Linked DNA regions of Sus scrofa: region 2 is linked to region 1. A link is a contact called in public promoter capture Hi-C data. All regions are on one chromosome and are shown on one strand. Each heading gives the region's core, a stretch centred on a gene start, on an enhancer-like site or on the middle of the called end of the contact. The rest is flanking DNA. Distances are from core to core; before and after follow the strand shown. Region 1 holds the start of PPP3R1 (calcineurin subunit B type 1). Region 2 holds the start of WDR92 (WD repeat-containing protein 92).

Evidence for each region. Promoter capture Hi-C pulls out the DNA fragments that hold promoters and counts their contacts.
Region 2: a promoter capture Hi-C map of liver shows a contact between it and region 1, with 4 times the contacts expected there. The contact joins the promoter of WDR92 here to the promoter of PPP3R1 in region 1. A contact is called at or near these places in 1 of 5 promoter capture datasets (liver), 4 of 47 Hi-C or Micro-C datasets (fetal heart ventricle, fibroblasts, heart right ventricle and 1 more) and 2 of 2 datasets of contacts at active chromatin or transcription factors (alveolar macrophages and skeletal muscle).

Annotation. Positions count from the first base shown.
Region 1 is chr3:74,002,896-74,006,931 of Sscrofa11.1, forward strand. It overlaps PPP3R1 (calcineurin subunit B type 1), which reads left to right and starts at 1,725. Exons shown (of 6, transcript XM_021087426.1): 1 at 1,725-2,233. The coding sequence starts at 2,231.
Region 2 is chr3:74,082,889-74,086,924 of Sscrofa11.1, forward strand. It overlaps WDR92 (WD repeat-containing protein 92), which reads left to right and starts at 2,245. Exons shown (of 8, transcript XM_005662502.3): 1 at 2,245-2,593. The coding sequence starts at 2,411. It overlaps PNO1 (RNA-binding protein PNO1), which reads right to left and starts at 2,008. Exons shown (of 7, transcript XM_003125074.4): 1 at 1,683-2,008; 2 at 1,314-1,463. The coding sequence starts at 1,889.

The sequences.
Region 1 (4,036 bases), core at 475-2,974:
CGGGTTACTCAGCCTACTGCATCCATATAGCTCAAATTCCTTCTTAGTATTCAATCCTCAGTCAAAATGATAATTTGATTTTCACTAAATATGTCCAAGGGACACACACACACACAAATGCAGCTACAGTGATTATCTCTGAGAAATGGAGTTGAGGAGGAGGAATTTTTTTAATATTGTACTTAAAAAAAAAACAAGCCTGCCTTATTTTATGATGAAAAGCTAATGAAAAAATAATACACCTAAAAAAAATGTAAACGACAATTTGCCTTAGGGATTTCCCTGTTTTGGAATACATTTTGTCATCTAAATAGCAACATAGCTCTTAGAATAAAAGGTGGAAGAAACAGGGTCAATTCTTGGCCTTTCCTTGATACAGCTTATCAGTCTAAGTTACTTTTCCTTAATTATCCTGACACGGAAGCAAGGTAGTTCTTAAAGAAAAGGGGGGTTGCAGGGAGACCTAGGGCACATCACTGAGCTATTAGAAAAGATGAGTGTTTATCATATAGAAAAAAGGTTAGCGTGGAAAAACAGAACTCTCACATAAGGAGCTTTAACAGACTGCCTTTAAAAACAGTGGTTTTATAAAATTACCCAAAATAGTTTGTCCATAAGGAGTTTCTGACCACTCAGTAAACATCTCTTGCTATTTCTCGCGCGCGCGCGCGCACACACACACACACACACACACACACACACACACACACACACACACACACACATGATTACCAAGCTCTGAAGAGGTTAAAACTGTTACAAATGTTTTCTTCATTATCTATACCACGCTTCTCCTGGCAGCTCCCGCCTCCCTTCTGAACATAACTTTCCTCCTTATGCTTTTCTGGACTCCATTTCCTACTGGTAGTCTGAATTTTCCGGGAATGGTAATTGCCACCAAAGTGGATACAGCCCCGCTAAAGGGACAAGTGGGCATTCTGTCTTCTAACGTTTTTCAAAAACAAACACTGCTGTTCCGCGTCAAATGGTAGCTTGAAGGGTTTAAGGAAAATATCGAGCTGGGTGAGAAAGGCTTTGCGGTAGTGGAAGGCAACCCCTCTAGTCGGTTGTGCAGTGACTTCCTGCGCCTTAAGCTGCAGCCAACTCTGGCTCTCCAACCCGGCTCCCGACTGCCAACCCACACTGGAGTGTGGGCCTGCGGCTGCTGCACCCGGGTGACAACAGCCTAGATGTGCCATACATTCTGTAGGGGGTCCAAGCCGTCACAGTGATGCAAAGATACCTGTCCTCAAGCGCAAATTGATTCCTTCTTGCCCCAGGGCTGGGATTTTCCTTGTGTGTGTGTTTCTGTGTGTGTGCGCGCGCAGAGTCTGGGTGGTTCCGACACCTTAAGGCTGCATATCTAACTGTTCCTCTTCCCCTCGAAGCTCCCACCCCTGAGTCCAAGTCCCCCTCCGCCTAGTGCTCGCGCACCCCTCGCATTTCCTCCTTCCCCGCCCAGGCCAGCCTTCACCCCCCTTCCCCCTCCCCCCAGTGCTCCGCGCCCGCCTCCAGCCACATGACAGGAAGGGCTCCGCCACGCGACGTCACCGACGTCCGCGCCCCCGCCCCCGCGCTTCCCCCGCCCCGCACGCTGGGGGCGGCCGGCGGAGGGAAGAACGTGGTCGGCGCGCTCTGCGCTCCCCAACCAGAGCTCGCCAGAGCGCCGCGGCGGCCGCCGCCGAGCCGGCGCGCGAGTTCCCGGATGTGCGGCGCTCGCGGAAGCCCCGCCCCCGCCGCCGGCTCCACGCGCGCCCCCGCCCTTCGCCCCGCGCGCTGCTGCGCTCCGCTTTCCCCTCCCTCTCCCGCCCTCCCCCTTTTTCGTGCCTTGAGGTTGCGGGTCAGCACAAGCCACTGCAGTGAGTCCGTCACGGCTCCGGCGCGAGCGCGAGGCTGCAGCCCCCAAGCCGCCTGGCCCATACTCCCCCCGTCTCCTCGCCTGTCTCTCCCCCTTCTCGCCGTCTCTCCTCCCGCGCTCTCCGTCTCTGAATCTCGACCTCAATTTCTCTTCTCCCCGCCCGCTCCCTCGTGCCCAGTCACCCGGCCGGCGCGGTCCCCGCGGCGCCGCCTCCCCTCCCCCAGCCCGCACCCCCTCCCCCGCGGGCGTCCCGCGGGCCGCAGCCACCCCGGCCGAGCGTAGCTGGGCCGCCGCCGCTGCCGCTTCCTGCGGGAGCCCGTCTGAACGCCGACACTCTTCTCCGCGCGAGCGAGCCGCCGACCGCCCAGCAAAATGGTGAGCCCTCTGTTTCCCCACGCACCATCTCTCCCCACTCGCCGCTTCCAGGGGCGGGGGCGGGGAGAGCTCGGACACCCCCGGGCGGCTTCCCCCGGTGGAAAATTCGAGAGACCCGTGAGAACCCTCGCGGCTCGGGGGCGGCGGGCAGCGGATTGACAGCACCGCGGGGCTCCCGCGCCCGCCCCCGGGCCTCCGCGGGGCGCCCCTCCACCCCCTCCCCCGGCGCCCCCGGGATTCCGCCTGGGCCTCGACCCCCGCTCCCCCGGCCACCCGCCCGGGGCTGTCCTCTGGTCGGCCGGCTTTTCTTGTCTCGGGACCCTCCTCCACGTGGAGCCCCCTTCACCCCCAGACTCACTCTCAAGTTCGGGGAGATTCCGAAATCCTGTGGAAATCATATGTGGCAAATGGCTCTTTATATAAGACCCACTTTCTCTCCAGAGCTGCTCTTTCTCCCACTCACTCTATTTTCAAGCAGTGAGTCTTGGCAGGAATCCTGCCACTTACTTCCCTCTCTCCCGCTAGTGTTTATTTCACTGCCTTTTGCAATCTTACGGGGTGGGTTTGTTTGTTTTTCGCTGCTGCTCTTCTCTCTGCAGCGGCGAACCGGAAAGGTCCAAGGTGTAGATTCAGGAAAAGAGTCTAACTCGGCTTTTTACAAACGGGGAGACTTGGTTTTTTATTAATGCTTACTTACTGCCCAGGGTTTTTCGTTTTCTTTGTTACCTTCGAAAGTCTCTCCTGTGCTGGTTGTTTTTGAATCATGGCGATTTAAATTTGTCTTTCCCTACGCTCACTTTAATCCCTAGGTAGAATTCACTGCTGTAGTGTTTCAGCCCGACGCTAGGGGTGTGTCTGTCTCCCGCCTCTGTCACTGTAGCCAAGAAATCAACGACGCCCTTTTAGCCTGTTACCTTACCGGTTCTCTCGCCCGGGCTAGCCGGTGGAGTTTCCTCTTTGTAATCAAGAATTGCATGCACAGTAGAAAAAGTTTGCAGGGCTTTTTTCATACATGTCAGATAGCCGGGCATGTAATTTAGTTTTTTTTTTTTTTAAAGCTTTTTACACAGTTGACCAAAGATTTTACGACGGATTCGTTGACGTTGAGTAATTTCTTGTACCTTTCACTGTATGGTGTTTCACCTTGTGTAGAGTTTATGTCAGGATAGCGTGGTGGGTGAGCGAAAGGAGAAATTCTGTTGCTTGCAGCTTAAGAGCAGTTTGGTGCGATTGTGAGGAGAAAAAAAAGTGAAATTAGTTAAGCTGGCTTTTATGTGAAACACAGGGCAGATGATTGAAGCGCACTGATGGGTGTACTTAAAAATCCACATTAGGAGCAGACTTAATAAATGTTTAGTGATTTCGAGATACAGAAGTTTTTCCCTGCCAACTTGGGAGGTACCTCAGAGACAATTGTGCCTTCAAAGTCAAAACTTAGGTTTTTCCAAAGTGTTGCAGAAAACAAGTTAGATTAGAGCCATTCATAGTACAGACTTTCATTTGGGGAGGTCATAATCTTTTGGAGTTTTGAATTGCACTTTAGTGCTTTAATACAAGTTCCTTTACCTGAAGGTCAGGATGTTGACGATCTTTGTCGTTGCAGTGAAATGTTTTTACCTGTGTTAATAAACAATACATTTTGAGGAACAGTGATCTAGTCTTGCTGTTTATTTAGTATATAGCAGAATGATAAGGTTTCCAGGTGGTTTTTCCTGCCGTGTTGCATCCTCCCAGCCCCTTCTCTCTCCCCTTTTTGAACAATAGGCTGAATTTGGGAAATCCTCTTTTAGTTAGCTCTTAAAT
Region 2 (4,036 bases), core at 995-3,494, 81 kb after region 1:
AACAAAAAGATACCAAGATATCATTAAAAACAGTGTGTGGTCTGGGAAAATTCATCTGGCTCTGGCAGAAAGGATGGAGTGGGGAAAGCAGTTTAAAGCAATGAAGGAAAGGAAATTCATAAGCAAACAAGAATTTTGGCAAAAAACCCATAAAACCTGAATGAAAGTGGCAATGGGAACAAGAGGAATTCCTCTGTCAAGTTTTGACTTTTATACTTTACCAACTATTTAAAACAGGGCCTCTCTGCTTTATTATTCTAGTCCCTCAACAGAAATGAGTCTTAAGATGAATCCTTAAAAAGACAAATAATTTTGGTCATTGATTTTTTTTTTCTGCTTTTTTTTTTAGGGCCGCACCCTCGGCATATGGAGGTTCCCAGGCTAGGGGTCAAATCAGAACTACAGCTGCCGGCCCACACCACAGCCACAGCAATGCAGAATCCAAGCCACGTCTTCGACCTACACCACGGCTCACGGCAATGCCAGATCCTTAACCCACTGAGTGAGGCCAGGGATTGAACCTGCAAACTCATGGTTCCTAGTAGGATTCTTTTCCACTGTACCATGATGGGAATTCCTAGGTCACTGATTCTGAAACAAAATTGGCACTCAGAAAAAACAAAATAAAACAAAATGAAACCCTACTGCCTAACTCCTAGCCTGACATCATGGAAGGAAGGAATGAATGAATAAATACACGTATGTATAACTTAAATTTATCATCGGTACTTTTTTTTTTTCAAAAAATACCACTAAAATATGATACTATAGCAAGTACTTTCATTGATTACTTACATACTTCTGTTTATGACAAGCTCTTTATTAAGCCTTTTCTTAATCAACACAGATTATTAAAAATATGCAGACCTGGACTAGTATCCACAAGGATGTAGGTGCAATCCCTGGCATTGCTCAGGGGATTAAGGATCTGGTGTTGCCGTGAACTGTGGTGCAGGTCGCAGGACTACCTTGGATCTGGCATTGGTGTGGCTGTGGTGTAGGCTGGCAGCTACAGCTCCAATTCGACCCCTTGCCTGAGAACTTCCAAATGCCAAGGTGCAGCCCTTCAAAAAAAAAAGAGACATAGCTACTATTTTGGTATGATCTCAGGCCCAACTCATGAATTGGACTAATATCTGCGCTGAGTGTAGATTTTGAAAGCATTTGAGAGGTTCAAATACTAAAATATTAGAAAATTGGGAAAAAATCATTTAACAAAATAAGCCCCTCTAAGGAAAGTCGGTTCATGCCTTTTCATACCCACAGGTGAGAGAAACCGCAGTATATTTAAAAATGGTTAACATTCTCCTTACCCTGATTTCTACATTCCTCGATTTCAAGTTAAAGCGTATCTGAAGTCCCAAATGCTCCACAATAGGAGTAAATATCTTCATCCAATTCTCTTTTAACGGCGTGTACCTGTTAGCAGGAACTGGAATTTTCCTAGTTTCTTCTTTCCCACTCTACAATAAAAGAAAACACAACTCAGGAGTCGTCGGATGGGCGGAGTTGTAAACTGACAGCTGATCCACAAAGAGCATCCTTCAACTGAACGAATTAAACATCAGGAGAGTCCTTCTCTAAAACCTTCACGCCATAAAAAGCTTCTACATCACCCTAAAGCCACAGGGTCCCCAGGCCTCTGCTTTGCCCCGTTCCTGTTCGTGAGTGCCCGCCAGTACCAAGAACCCGTCCCCGGAGAGGGGAGGGAAGATGGGCCTCTTCGCCGGCCGAGCCTCTTCCGTGTCCATGTGGCTCGCGCCCCCTCCTTCCTCCGTCGCAGACAGCTGCTCAGCCTGCCGTTTCTTCGCCCTTCGGCTACCCTTGCGGGTGACCTGGGTGAAGCCGTCCTCGGCTAAGGGGCTCTGAGCCTCCATCTGGGTTTCCATCCTCAGGACTCTCCAGCCCCAGCGGGAGCTTCCGGCTTGAACACGTGCGGGGCTGTACCGCGCAGATGCGTCTCGCAGGACCCCAGTCTCCACCAACCAGCCCCAGGGCTCCGCCCTCTTTCCTAAGACGTCCACGCAAGGGACCTGAAGCAAGATTTTGTGTGTGTTTATTGGGAGGGGAAAGGGCTGTCCTAAAATATGCCTGATTCTTATGGTCGCCCTCTGCCCACGCCAACTAGCAGCCAGAACATTTAGTTATCTCTAATATATACTAAAGGTTTTAAGTAAAGGCTACAAACAAGCTTGTGTTGTCGGTGAGGGAAAAAAGTCTTGTGTCTTCGGTTGCTCATCCGGCATTATCAAAGACATCTAAACCCAATTTCCAAGGGCGACAGGGGCGCTTACGGCAAACGGGAGGGACCAACTGTTCTTAACGTTTGGTTTCCGGTTTCCAGGTTAGCGTTTTGTCATGGTTTGTTGGGGGTGTGCCTGTGGCCTAGGCGGAATCCAACAGGTGGACCATGTCGGCCTTTGAGAAGCCTCAGATCATCGCCCATATACAGAAGAGCCTCAACTACACGGTATTCGACTGTAAGTGGGTGCCCTGCAGCGCCAAGTTTGTGACCATGGGCAACTTCGCGCGGGGCACCGGCGTCATTCAGCTGTACGAGATCCAGCACGGGGACCTAAAGCTGCTTCGGGAGGTGGGTACCCGGTCGAGACTGCCCAGTGCCAAGATCTGGGCCTGCTCTTGGGGGGCGAGTGTGTATCTTGGGCAGGGGTGGTGTGGGTGGTCTGCATTTTTTTTTTTTTTTTTTTTTTGCCAAATCCTATGTCCAGCGTCCCCCCAAAGCACTTTTCTAGTTGCGTGGGAGTAGCGAAGCTTGAACGCAGATTGAGGAATACTTGCGATGTACAATACTTTGGTTCTAGTTCTGAATTCTTGGCGGGCTAGTTCATTCGCGCCTTGTCGGTCCTTTCCTCCAGCCACCCCAACCACCCTCCCAGTCCAGCGAGAGGTCCTTGGGGATGACATTCCGTCTTCGTGTTTAAATTTGGGGCCCTTTGGGGCAGGGCACACTTATTTGTGCAGAGCCTGTTAATAGGTTCAAATTAGTAAAATGCTTTTTCATACAAACGGTCAAAGTGGACACCAGGATGCCTGCTATGTAATTGGAGGAAGCAACCAAACATAGCTATTCTTTCAGCAAGTATCAGTTGATTGCCTGGTATTCCCAGGCATGTAAATGACAATGTCCTGGATATCATGGAGTTTATTTTCTAGTAAGAGAGAGAATCAGTTAAATAATCAAACCAACGCTACATAAATACAAATCTAAAGAAAAAAAAAAAAAACAAAGGAAAAAAGATTTGAGTTGAGTAGAAGCTAACAAGGCCCAACTAGGAGTAGTGGAGATTTTCAGAGGAAACAGCCCAGCGATGGGAGAGAGAGTGTCTCCTTTAGAAACAAAAAGAGTAGTAAGCAGGGACGTTGCAAAATCTGTAGGTCACTTACAAAATTTATACTTTTTTTCTAAGAAAAAAATGGGACATCAATGAAGGGCTAATTTAAGTGGGTGTGGCAAGGTCAGATTTACAAGTTTTGTAAAGATTTCTAGTGAAGGAGTTGGAGAATGACAATATTAACTAGCATGTTTATACCTGTTTACAGTTTTTAAAATGCCTTGATTTGGGTTGCATGAAGGAAAAATGATATAGCGTACTCAGACGTTTAGCATTGTTAAAGACGACAGAGAAATCTGTAATTCCAGGGGTCCAAAGCTGTGGAGAGAATCAACATGGAAGAGTTAGAGGTTAAAATGGTAGGCAAAGGATGAGTACAATTTTTATAGGATAGCAGAGATGAGATTTAAGCTTTACATGTTTTAGGAACGCCAGTTTTCTTGCTATGTTTGTCTTTTCTAGCCAGGCGCTCTTCTCCTAAACATGTTCTTTTCCACTTTTCCTTGTGTGGCTCATCACTTAGTCTCCAGTCGCCTGCTATTCTAAGATCCAGTTCAGATTACCTGGTTAATGACATCCACTCCTGATCCACGCAAAAGCAACTTTTCTTTACATCGCATTCCCAACGGTACTTATTAACTGTGCCAGAAATAGATCATTCTGACCCATTTATCTCTAATTAG